Linked DNA regions of Canis lupus: region 2 is linked to region 1. A link is a contact called in public Hi-C data. All regions are on one chromosome and are shown on one strand. The core of a region is the stretch at or near the end of the contact, and the rest is flanking DNA. Distances in the headings are between cores, read along the strand shown. Region 1 overlaps AFAP1L2 (actin filament-associated protein 1-like 2). Region 2 overlaps ABLIM1 (actin-binding LIM protein 1).

Region 1 (4,675 bases), core at 1,871-4,370:
GGTTGGGCAGGCATGTTGGGAACTTGTGAACTTGGATGAGTGGTGGCCTGAAGAAGAGGGATGGGGATGGGGCAAGGAAAGGTCTCCCAGAGAGCCCGAGGGAAGGCTGGCCAATGTGCCGCCAGTGACCTGGACCCCGCGGGGCCTCTAGCCTACACCCAAAAGCTATCTATTAGTTTCTCTTACATTGTGATCCCCCAGGTAACCATTCCCAGACAAGATCACCCACTTGTCTCTCTTTTCCACAGCTAGATATAATGGAGAAGTACCTGTCAGCCTCGGAATATGGAAGCTCCATAGATGGCCACCCTGAGGTTCCAGAGGCCAAAGATGGTACCGATGCTTGTGGCTGTCAGCCTGGGCTCGGGAGGGGGAGGGTGTCCCAGGCTGCGAGACATGGCTGTCTGGCTCATGCCTCATGGGTTTTAACAGCTGCTTGCAACATGCCTCCAACTTCTAAACTGCTTGGAAATAACACAGCTGATAAGCCCAGGAAGAAGGGAGGGATGAGCAAATTGAAGTCAAGTTTTATGAATTGCTAGGAGTAGAATATTCTTGCATCTCTCCTTGTTTGCTGCTAACCCTTGACCCCAGCTCTTTTTTTTTTTTTTTGACCCCAGCTCTTTGGGCCAATGCAGTCTGTGAAGATTCTCAAGTGCTGACATAGTCTATGAGGGGAGTTGGTGTGGGGCGCCTGGGTGGCTCAGTGGGTTGATTGTGTGACTCTTGATTTGGGCTCAGGTCATGATCTCAGGGTCGTGGGATCGAGCTCCGCTTCCGGCTCCGTGCCCAGTGGGGTGTCTGTTTGACATTCTCCCTCTCCCTCTGCCCTTCCTGCCTGTGCTTGCACTCCCTCTGTCTCTGTCCCTCTCTCTCAAATACATAACTCTTTTTTTTTTTAAGATTTTATTTATTTATTCATGAGAGACACACAGAGAGAGAGAGAGAGGCAGAGACGCAGGCAGAGGGAGAAGTAAGCTCCATGCAGGGAGCCTGATACGGGACTCGATCCCGGGACTCCAGGATCACACCCTGGGCCGATGGCGGGCGCCAAACCACTGAGCCACCCAGGGATCCCCACATAACTCTTTTTTAAAAATAGAAATTATTTTTAAAAAAACAAATGAGTTGATGTGCCCCCTTCTTGAGTGTTTGATTCCAGGGATACCTGACTCTGGACTGTGGATCCCGGTTTGGGCAGCAGAGTGTGGGTACATGTATGCGTGTGTGCATGTGTGTGTGTGAGTGTGCATGTGCACACACACACGGGGAGGTGCAGAGGCAATGGGAATGGGTCTGCTGTTTCCATCTTTCGCTGCGGCCTGTCAGTGGGCTGTTGCAATGCTGACGGCTTTTTCTCTCATGTTGACAGTCAAGAAGAAATCTTCTCCTGGCCTCAAACTGAGCAACCTAATGAATCTGGGCAGGAAGAAATCTACCTCGCTGGAGCCTCCGGACAGGTCCCTCGAGACATCCAGTAAGCACCGTAGCCACCTGCAGGCCCTGCGGGCTCACCCACCGGGCCGGAGCCCGTCTCCAGGAAGGCGGCTGGGACCGCGCAGGCAGGGACTTGGGTCTCGCCCTGACCATCTCTTGGGAGGGCAGAGCCGCGGCTCTAGGTTTCTTGACCTTCGCTGCAGGTGGTTCAGCTGCCTGCTGTGGTGCTTGAGCCTTTGCGCGAGGGTCCTCCCAGTGGTCTTTAAAAAGTTCTGCTCTTTTGATGAGCATTGAAGGAGCGCGGCGAGCGGTGCTAGGGGAGGGGACCCTGCAGAGGGAGAACAGGTCCTGAGAGCTCACACCCGAGAGCCGTGCTGGCTTCATACCCCTAAACCACACGCCGTGTCATCGTAGCAGCGGTAAGGGGTTCTTTCCAGGGACAGAAAGAACATTCCCATCCAAGGTTGGACCCTCTGAGTCCTGAAGATCGGGCTGGAGCTGAATAGGCTGAGGTGGCATCTCTGGGCAGCAGCAAGGGCTCAGAGATAGGGACAGTGAGGTCCCTTAGGGCGACGGAAGCCCGTGCTGCTGGTACGGAGGGGGTGTGTGGGTGCTGCTAGGCTCACAGAGGTCAGCTCTACTCCCCTCATTCTGCCTTGAGGAAACTGAGGCCTTTCCCAGGAAATATGCTGGGGGAGCCTCTGTCCTGGCTCTAACCGGGGACTCACTGCTCTGGCTCTTCCCAGGGCCTGAAGGCTGTTCCTCGTGGATCCCTTGTGCCAGCCCTGGGCTCCTTTCCCGAGTCCCAGTCCAGGTCTGGCTTGTGAGGCTGGCAGAGTGGGTGGAACCGGAAGTCATCGGATGGGAGCCTCACGCTGGGAGCCTCTTAATTCTCTGGGCGGGACACCGGGCAGTGCCCCAGCATTGCCAGCCCCTGCAGCCTCGGGGGGGCACCGTGTTTGGCACAGAAACCTGGTCTCAGTGAGTCCCACTGGGAGAGAGGTGGCTGGCTTATTGTTGGAAGTCTCTTCAGCAGTGAAGCATGCTCCTGTCCCCAGTGGCTAGGGAAAGGGTGACAGAGAACAGACTTGGCATCTGAGCTCCCTGCTTTCTTGACTCAGAGTTCTCTTTGGTCCAGAGAACTGAGATGGGCAGTGGGGCACTTGCCTGGATGAGCCAGGTTTCCTAGGTCTGGGGCGTGAATTCTTCTACTTTGCTACTGTTCGTGTGGCTCTGAGAAACTCACGATCTCCACTCTTGGCCCAGCACTGGGTGGGCGGGAGGGTGGCCTTGTCCATCCCAGTTAAGGCTCAGAGCAGCTGCAATCCTCTAGAATGGAGAAGGCGTCCACTTTGTAGGCCAGTCCCTCTGGGAAGGTGGGCAGCATGGAGAGGTGTGAATGCTCAGCACACGGGGGTGCAGGGACTGGATTTTATGCATCTTTGTAGCCCTGGGGACAAGGCTGTGCTTGGCACATGGTGTCAGCTCCGTAAATGTTCCTCTGAGTGGGGGGCAAAGGGAAAGGCTTGTCCTCCTCTTAGGAAGCCGAACCCAACACGTGCAACCACCTGAGAACAATAAAGGATGGCATGATGGACGCAGCCCAGTGCTGGCAGCCGCTGCATGCCGACAGAGAGGGCGGCTCCTGGCCGAGAGGCCACGGGCACACACCCTGGGCGCTGGAGGTGAAGGGGGCAAGTTCCTGCCCTTGAGAAGCTCCGTGTCCGCTGGGGGAGGCTGTACGCAAGCAGGTCTCACTGTTCTGGGATCCACAGGTTCGGAAGGAAGACAGAGCAGGGAGTGCAGGACCCAGGGAGGGTCAAGCGAGGCTGGCTGCGTTTGGGAGGAGGAGAGGGAGCCGGCCAAGGGGGGCAGCCCTTTGCGGGCTGAGGCTGAGTGACCCGGAGGCTAAGGCTGTGGAGGCCAGAGGACTGACTGCACCTGCCGCCAGGTGCCCCTGGCTGGGGACCTTCCTGCACGTGGCCTAAGTGACCGGAGTCTGGGGAGGAGGGCCGCTGCCGGTGGGGGCATGACAGGGGTGGGGTGAGGGGAGCCTTGTCCTGTACCAGACCCAGCCAGCCTGCTCTAGACAACGACACGGCTCCTTCCCCGGGGACAGACGCGGTCCGAGACGCAGGGGAGCCGTGCAGCCCACGTTGCCGGGGTCCGGCCGCATGCAGGGGCGGGGAGGGGGGGACGTGCTGAGATCCAGCCCCTTCGGGGTGAGAAAGCTCCTCGGGCAGAGCGGTGATGGGTCTCGGACCTGCGATTCTGGGGGAGACGCTGGGAGGCGCGGGGGTGGCGCAGCCCTGGACACCCTCGTCCCCTCCCGCAGGTTACCTGAACGTGCTGGTGAACAGCCAGTGGAAGTCACGCTGGTGCTCCGTCAGGGACAGCCACCTGCACTTCTTCCAGGACCGGAACCGGAGCAAGGTGGCCCAGCAGCCCGTCAGCCTGCTGGGCTGTGAGGTGGTCCCGGACCCGAGCCCCGACCACCTGTACTCCTTCCGCATCCTCCACCACGGGGAGGAGCTGGCCAAGCTGGAGGTACTGCAGCCTGCGGGGGGCGGGCCGTGCTGCTCGGACTGTCACCCCACAATCACTGTCATCCCACAATCGACAATCCACAGGCAGCGCAGTCTTGCCTTTTTTTCTTCTCCCTTGCATTTTACTTCTTCGCATTTAAAAAAAAAATTTTCCATTCCCTTTCTGACCTCAGAGTGCTTGTGTTATAGGAAAGGGACAATGAGCTGCTTCCTGCGCTGAGGGCAGCGCTAGTATTTATAACTCCCTGAGCGGCTTGCAGAACCTCCTGGGGATTCACAGTGGGTTTGATTTGGTTTGTGTATCACCAGCTGCGGCGCCGTACATAGAGTCGAGGACGATTGTTAGGGCTTATCTGGGGTAAGAATGAGGTTTGTGATACAATTACGTTTCTCCCACTCCCCGCCCTCTGTTTGATGTGATGTTACATTTGCAAAAATAAGAGGTGACCTAATGCCTCGCGCTGGGCAGGCGAGGCCAGAGCCAGAGCCCTTCGCACGCAGGGAAGCACCCTCTGGCTCAGCCCGTGCACCGGGTCCTTCCCCCGAGGGTCTTCATCCAAACTGTGCTCCAACACTGCCCTCTGGTGGCTAAAAGCTCCACGTCCCAGTGACCTCCCCGAGGGGAGCCGGGCACAAGCTTGTGTCCATCCATCCAGCTCTCCTGGTGACATTACAGACCCCGAACAGTAGTA
Region 2 (4,866 bases), core at 1,919-4,418, 200 kb before region 1:
ATAACCATTATTTCATTGAATCCTCTTTGGAGGCTTGAGACAGTCACTAAGAACTTCCCAGCTTCCATGTGAGGAAACCAAGGCTTCAAAGAGGGGGAGACGGGACCTGGGTCACATGACGGGCCAACAAGTTGTTGAGCCCACTCCCTTTACCTCAAAGAAGCCAGCCCTGTGTCCTTTGTCTATGTCACAGGAGGCTGCCATGGAGGATTTAAAGCTAAGGGATTAAGGGCTATTAAACTGATGGTCACAACTCTTCAGAAGTCTGGTTTAGGATGATAAGGAGGTAGAGTCCTGTGTAGTAAAATGAGATTCATAGGCAGCTTTCCAGGAATCACATCTATATTGTTAAGTGAGGCATCCAGCATGAGGTACTTAGCGACTCACACGTGCCCTCAATTAATAAAGGCATATGAGAGCTTTCTGGAAATCCCAGCCAAGACAACGTAATTAAATATTCTCTGGGCCAGCTGGAGCTCAGAGGGTATTTAACCCCCAAGGAAATAAACGGATGAAGGACATCCATGCCCTTGGATCCACTGAGGTTCACGACGTTTCCATGCTGTGTGAGGATACGAAAGACTTGGCGCAGGGAGGGAGAGTGGAATGACACGGTGCTTAAGTAGATATTTGTTGAGTGTGGGATGGGCGCACACTGGGACCTGCATGCTTGGATTTAGCAAAACAAATGTGGGGTAACTGCTGGCCTCTGCTCTTTTCTAGATTGTGCTGGCTGTGGAAGAGATATCAAGAATGGGCAGGCCCTGCTGGCCCTGGAAAAGCAGTGGCACTTGGGGTGCTTTAAATGCAAGTCCTGTGGGAAGGTTCTCACCGGAGAGTACATCAGCAAGTAAGGCTGGAGGCAAGGCCCAGGGGTCCAGTGGGCCCTGCTCTCGGGAAGGGGACTTGAATGTATTTGTAGACACTCCCCCACCCTAAAAAACCACATAGGGTCTAAACCCTGAGCCCATGAGGACCAATGTACAAAAAACACCCACCCAGGGAGGGGGCTCATATTAGAATCAGATGCTTGTGTGGATAATATCCAAAGTGGAGTGTTGTATTGTTCCGGTTTTTTTTTTTTTTTTTTTTTAATGTAGCTTAAAGAAAGTAGTTACAGTGGTTACCTTTAAAGAAAAAAAGGAATGAATATGGGGGTACAGTGGCAATGAGGGAAAATTTTCCCCTATAAAACTTTCTATGCTATATTAGCTACTCAAAAAAAAAAAAATAAAGTGAATTTAATAATAATTTAAGAATAGAGTGAAACAAAAAAAATAGCATGGGCCCCATCCCCTAGAAATCTAGGTCGGCATGTCAGGGAGAAGCCAAAACACCTATATCAGAAGGAAGACACATCACAGGTGATTTCTTGATGCACAACTAAAGTAAGAAGGAGGGAGGAAATGCTCAGCTCTTAAAGTAACCCGGAAGGCTGTGTACAGTGGTGCTTTTTTGACTTTTCCACTTAATGGCACACATAGAAAACATTTTTACTGTGCTCTGAGGTAAATTAAGGAGGTCTTGAGAGGCTGGATGAGACGGCCCTGCACCCCTCGGGCCTCCTGAGGGCTGAAGACATGGCGTCTCAGCGCTGCCGGGAGGTGCTGGCATGTGAGCTCAAGGAGGCGATGAGGGGAAGGTGGCCCTGGGGCCTCCTCAGAGGAGGGTGAACCCTGACACCACATCTGACGCCCATCTGGCCTGGTGAGGAAGGGGAATGGTGCCAGCACTTTTGCTAGTTAGTTCTGAGACAACAGGGAAGCAGCAGTGCTAATCGTATGGTGATTCGGCTGTAATTTCTGCATAGCCCAGAGAAACAGCCCTCCGTCCACATCGTCTGGTTTCCTGCATTGGGATCATGTCTGACCAGATCTCCAGGCCTGTGAAGGCTGGGTGGGGGAGAAATATGGTCTGCTACCATTCCGTGGAGAAGGGCTCAGAGAATTATGGTCCTGGTGTCTTCCCTGCCCCCTTGACCCCCTCTCAGGAGCTGAACACCCTTCTGTGTTGCAGGGATGGCGCTCCGTACTGTGAAAAGGACTACCAGGGGCTCTTTGGGGTGAAATGCGAAGCCTGTCACCAGTTTATCACAGGGAAAGTCCTGGAGGTAAGTGACAGCCAGGCTCCCGTTAAAGCTACCATCATTTTCCTCAGACTCTTCAAAAACACAAAAGAGGCTCTTGTTCCATTTTTTTTTTTTTTTCATCTTCACCTCTGGAGGAAAGAAAGTATTTGTCGAGATTTTACGCGTCGGATTGTCTTCACAGGCAGTTTCTACTAAATGTTCATGCGACATTGGAATGATGGGGAGTTTATCAAAAGTGATAGAGGGACTAGGAGGAATTATGGAGAAGGAAGGGTTTTATGAGACTACTTTTAGTTTTAGAAGTCAGAAAATAGGAAACGGAGAGCGTATTAGAGCCAATGTGTGCCTGTGTGTGTGTCTGTGCATCAGTGTGTGACCTGTACACGCATGCACATGTACCTGTGTGGGAGCAGGTGTCTGTGCGTGTGCATGTGCGCTCTTGCATGTATGTGTGTGCTTGTGAGAGTCTACAGACTCGGAGCAGGGGCAAAGTACTGAAGCAAAGGAAGGGTGGGTGAAAGGTGAAGGCATACACTTCCCCACCCTTAAAAAAACCACATCCTGTGTGACCCAGAACGCCCTGTGGCTTGGGCTGAGCTCAAACCTGTCAGGTTCAGGTGTGAATGTCTCAAGCCACAGAGCCTGGTTCCTGCTTTCTCAGCAGTGCCTCACCCCCGCACCTCACCCCCACCAACTGCTGCCTCTGGGCTGAGCAGAGCCCCCTCTTGGACCAGAGCCCAAACTGTGGATTTAGGGGCCAGAGTTCAGAGGGAGTCACTGCCCCACTTCTCCCTGGCCTGTGGGGCATTAGTTAACAAGATCTGATTTAACAAAAACAACAAAAAATTTTAAACAAAAGAGATTACCTCATATCTGTCCCATGTTTCAGGGTGGAGAATGTGTTCTGGGCAGAGGTAAGTCAGGATGCCTAGCAGCTGGGAAGGCGACCAACTGGTCCTACAGCTTTGACAGACGGGGCACCAAATCCACATAACCATATTCAAACCTCCCAGCAGGGTGTGTTTCAGAGACACTGCACATAAATCTGAGAGGCCCCCCTGTGTCTATGGGCAGCGTCTGTGGGGTTATGCAGTGAGGTCTAGCATAGCTTTCCTAATCCCACGGCAAGCTCTGGGGTGCCTTTCTTTCCAGGAAACACAGAAGGGCCAGTGTTGGCTCTGTGCTAGGACCTAGTGTAGCTAATTAGATTTGGGAGATAAGGAAGTGACTGTTTCAGGCAGTTGTCTTTTACCCAGGGGAAGGCGGTTCCAAAAAGGAGCAGCCCCCACAGAGGCCCAGAAGTGAGGACAAGCACAGCACAAACAAAAAAAGTCAGATGGACAGGAGGGCAGGTGTGAGAGATGATGCTAAGGGAGTGGGGAGGGCTCAGAGCATGAGGACTTCGAGAGTCATAGTCAGGACTTTGGTCTTTATCCTAAGAATGGTGGGAAGCCATTGAAGTGATTGCAGTTGGAGCTGAATGTGACTGGATCACACTGCTGTGTCAGGAATGCACGGGGGACCTGAGTGGCTCAGTCATTAAGCATCTGACTCTTGGTTTCAGCTCAGGTACATATGGTTTGCTTCCATTTAGATGAAATATCCAGAAGAGATAAACCCATAGAGACAGAAAGCAGACTGGTGGTTGCCTGGGTGTTGGGGGGTAGGGGGTGGGATAAGAATAACCATTGAGACCCAGCTGGAGTGATGACATGTTTTAGAACAAGATAGAGGTAATAAATGCACAACATTGTGACTATCCTAGATGCCACAGGGTTATTCACATTTAAATGGTCAATTTTATGGCATGTGAATTTTACCTCAAATTAAAAAAAAAAATGTTTGGAAAGGGGGTGAGGGTAGAGACAGGAGACGACTGCAGAACTCAGTGCATAGAACTTTGAAAGTACTGATGCAAGGGAGACCCACCCTCCACACATAGTTGGGTGGGAGGAGAAGTTTTCATGGTCTTTCCAGTGGTTTTAATAGTTGGCCCAAGTGTGGTCAAATGCTGGGTTTTTGGCCCTCGGTGAAGCACCTCTGTAGGAAAGCTATTGGAGAAGATGGTTGTGTGCTATCCAGAGTCCAGCATGAAGTCCAGGTGGTCAGATCCCAAGACTCAAAGTGCAGTGGTAGGTGCCCCCAACCACTTGTCCCCTGAACATCTCTCATCCTTCTCCAGAGCTCTGAGTAGGGCCCCATAGCATTTCCTTTGGAGTCCCAAATTTGATCTGTGTAAGACAGAAATAAACCCATTGAGTTGGGAGCAATCGGGAAATTGCATTTTAAAACAGTAATAAAATATCAGAACCATCTCCCAGATGTTTGGCTGTAGGAAAAACAGTGGGAAGACACCGAGCGTAGTCCTCAGATTTGAGCCAGCCACGTTTACAGTAGATGCGGGCCAAAACAGCTGTCTCAGTCCACGTATGGAAATGTTCCCCAAAAAGAGTTGGGGAGGTAGGTAGGCAGGGGGCTGCTGTAGATTACTTCAGATTTAGTTCAGCCACCATGAGAAGGATTGAGAAAAATACACTAGGTCCAAGAACATGGCACTTTGAAGAAACATCTGCTTATTCCCGTTCCCTCCCCCTGAAGGGGGTGTTCACTGTAGCTGCAGGAGCTTCTCACCAGACTGGCTTCCAATTTCAGCGAGGGCCATCTGTCTGTAAGGTGGAAGTCCATGGAAGCTTTCCACACAGCGCCTGGGGCCTCATAGTAGAGTCAAGACCCACCCAGCAGGCATGCCGACCTCCCCAGAAGGGTGTGATCTAGAA

Evidence for each region. A called contact is a pair of places that touch in the nucleus more often than the background predicts.
Region 2: a contact with region 1 is called in a Hi-C map of skin fibroblasts, with 2.8 times the contacts expected there. The contact joins two enhancer-like sites. A contact is called at or near these places in 2 of 9 Hi-C or Micro-C datasets (amygdala and skin fibroblasts).

The regions. Positions count from the first base shown.
Region 1 is chr28:25,443,781-25,448,455 of UU_Cfam_GSD_1.0, reverse strand. It overlaps AFAP1L2 (actin filament-associated protein 1-like 2), which reads left to right. Exons shown (of 21, transcript XM_038578857.1): 10 at 249-333; 11 at 1,373-1,477; 12 at 3,773-3,984. Among named protein-coding and RNA genes, the nearest start is that of AFAP1L2, 46 kb to the left of the region's middle. Within about 2 kb of position 3,120, at least 3 of the 20 cell types and tissues checked have an H3K27ac peak or open chromatin away from gene starts, as enhancers often do.
Region 2 is chr28:25,647,668-25,652,533 of UU_Cfam_GSD_1.0, reverse strand. ABLIM1 (actin-binding LIM protein 1) reads left to right here. Exons shown (of 26, transcript XM_038578864.1): 6 at 724-850; 7 at 2,017-2,110. Among named protein-coding and RNA genes, the nearest start is that of AFAP1L2, 160 kb to the right of the region's middle. Within about 2 kb of position 3,168, at least 8 of the 20 cell types and tissues checked have an H3K27ac peak or open chromatin away from gene starts, as enhancers often do.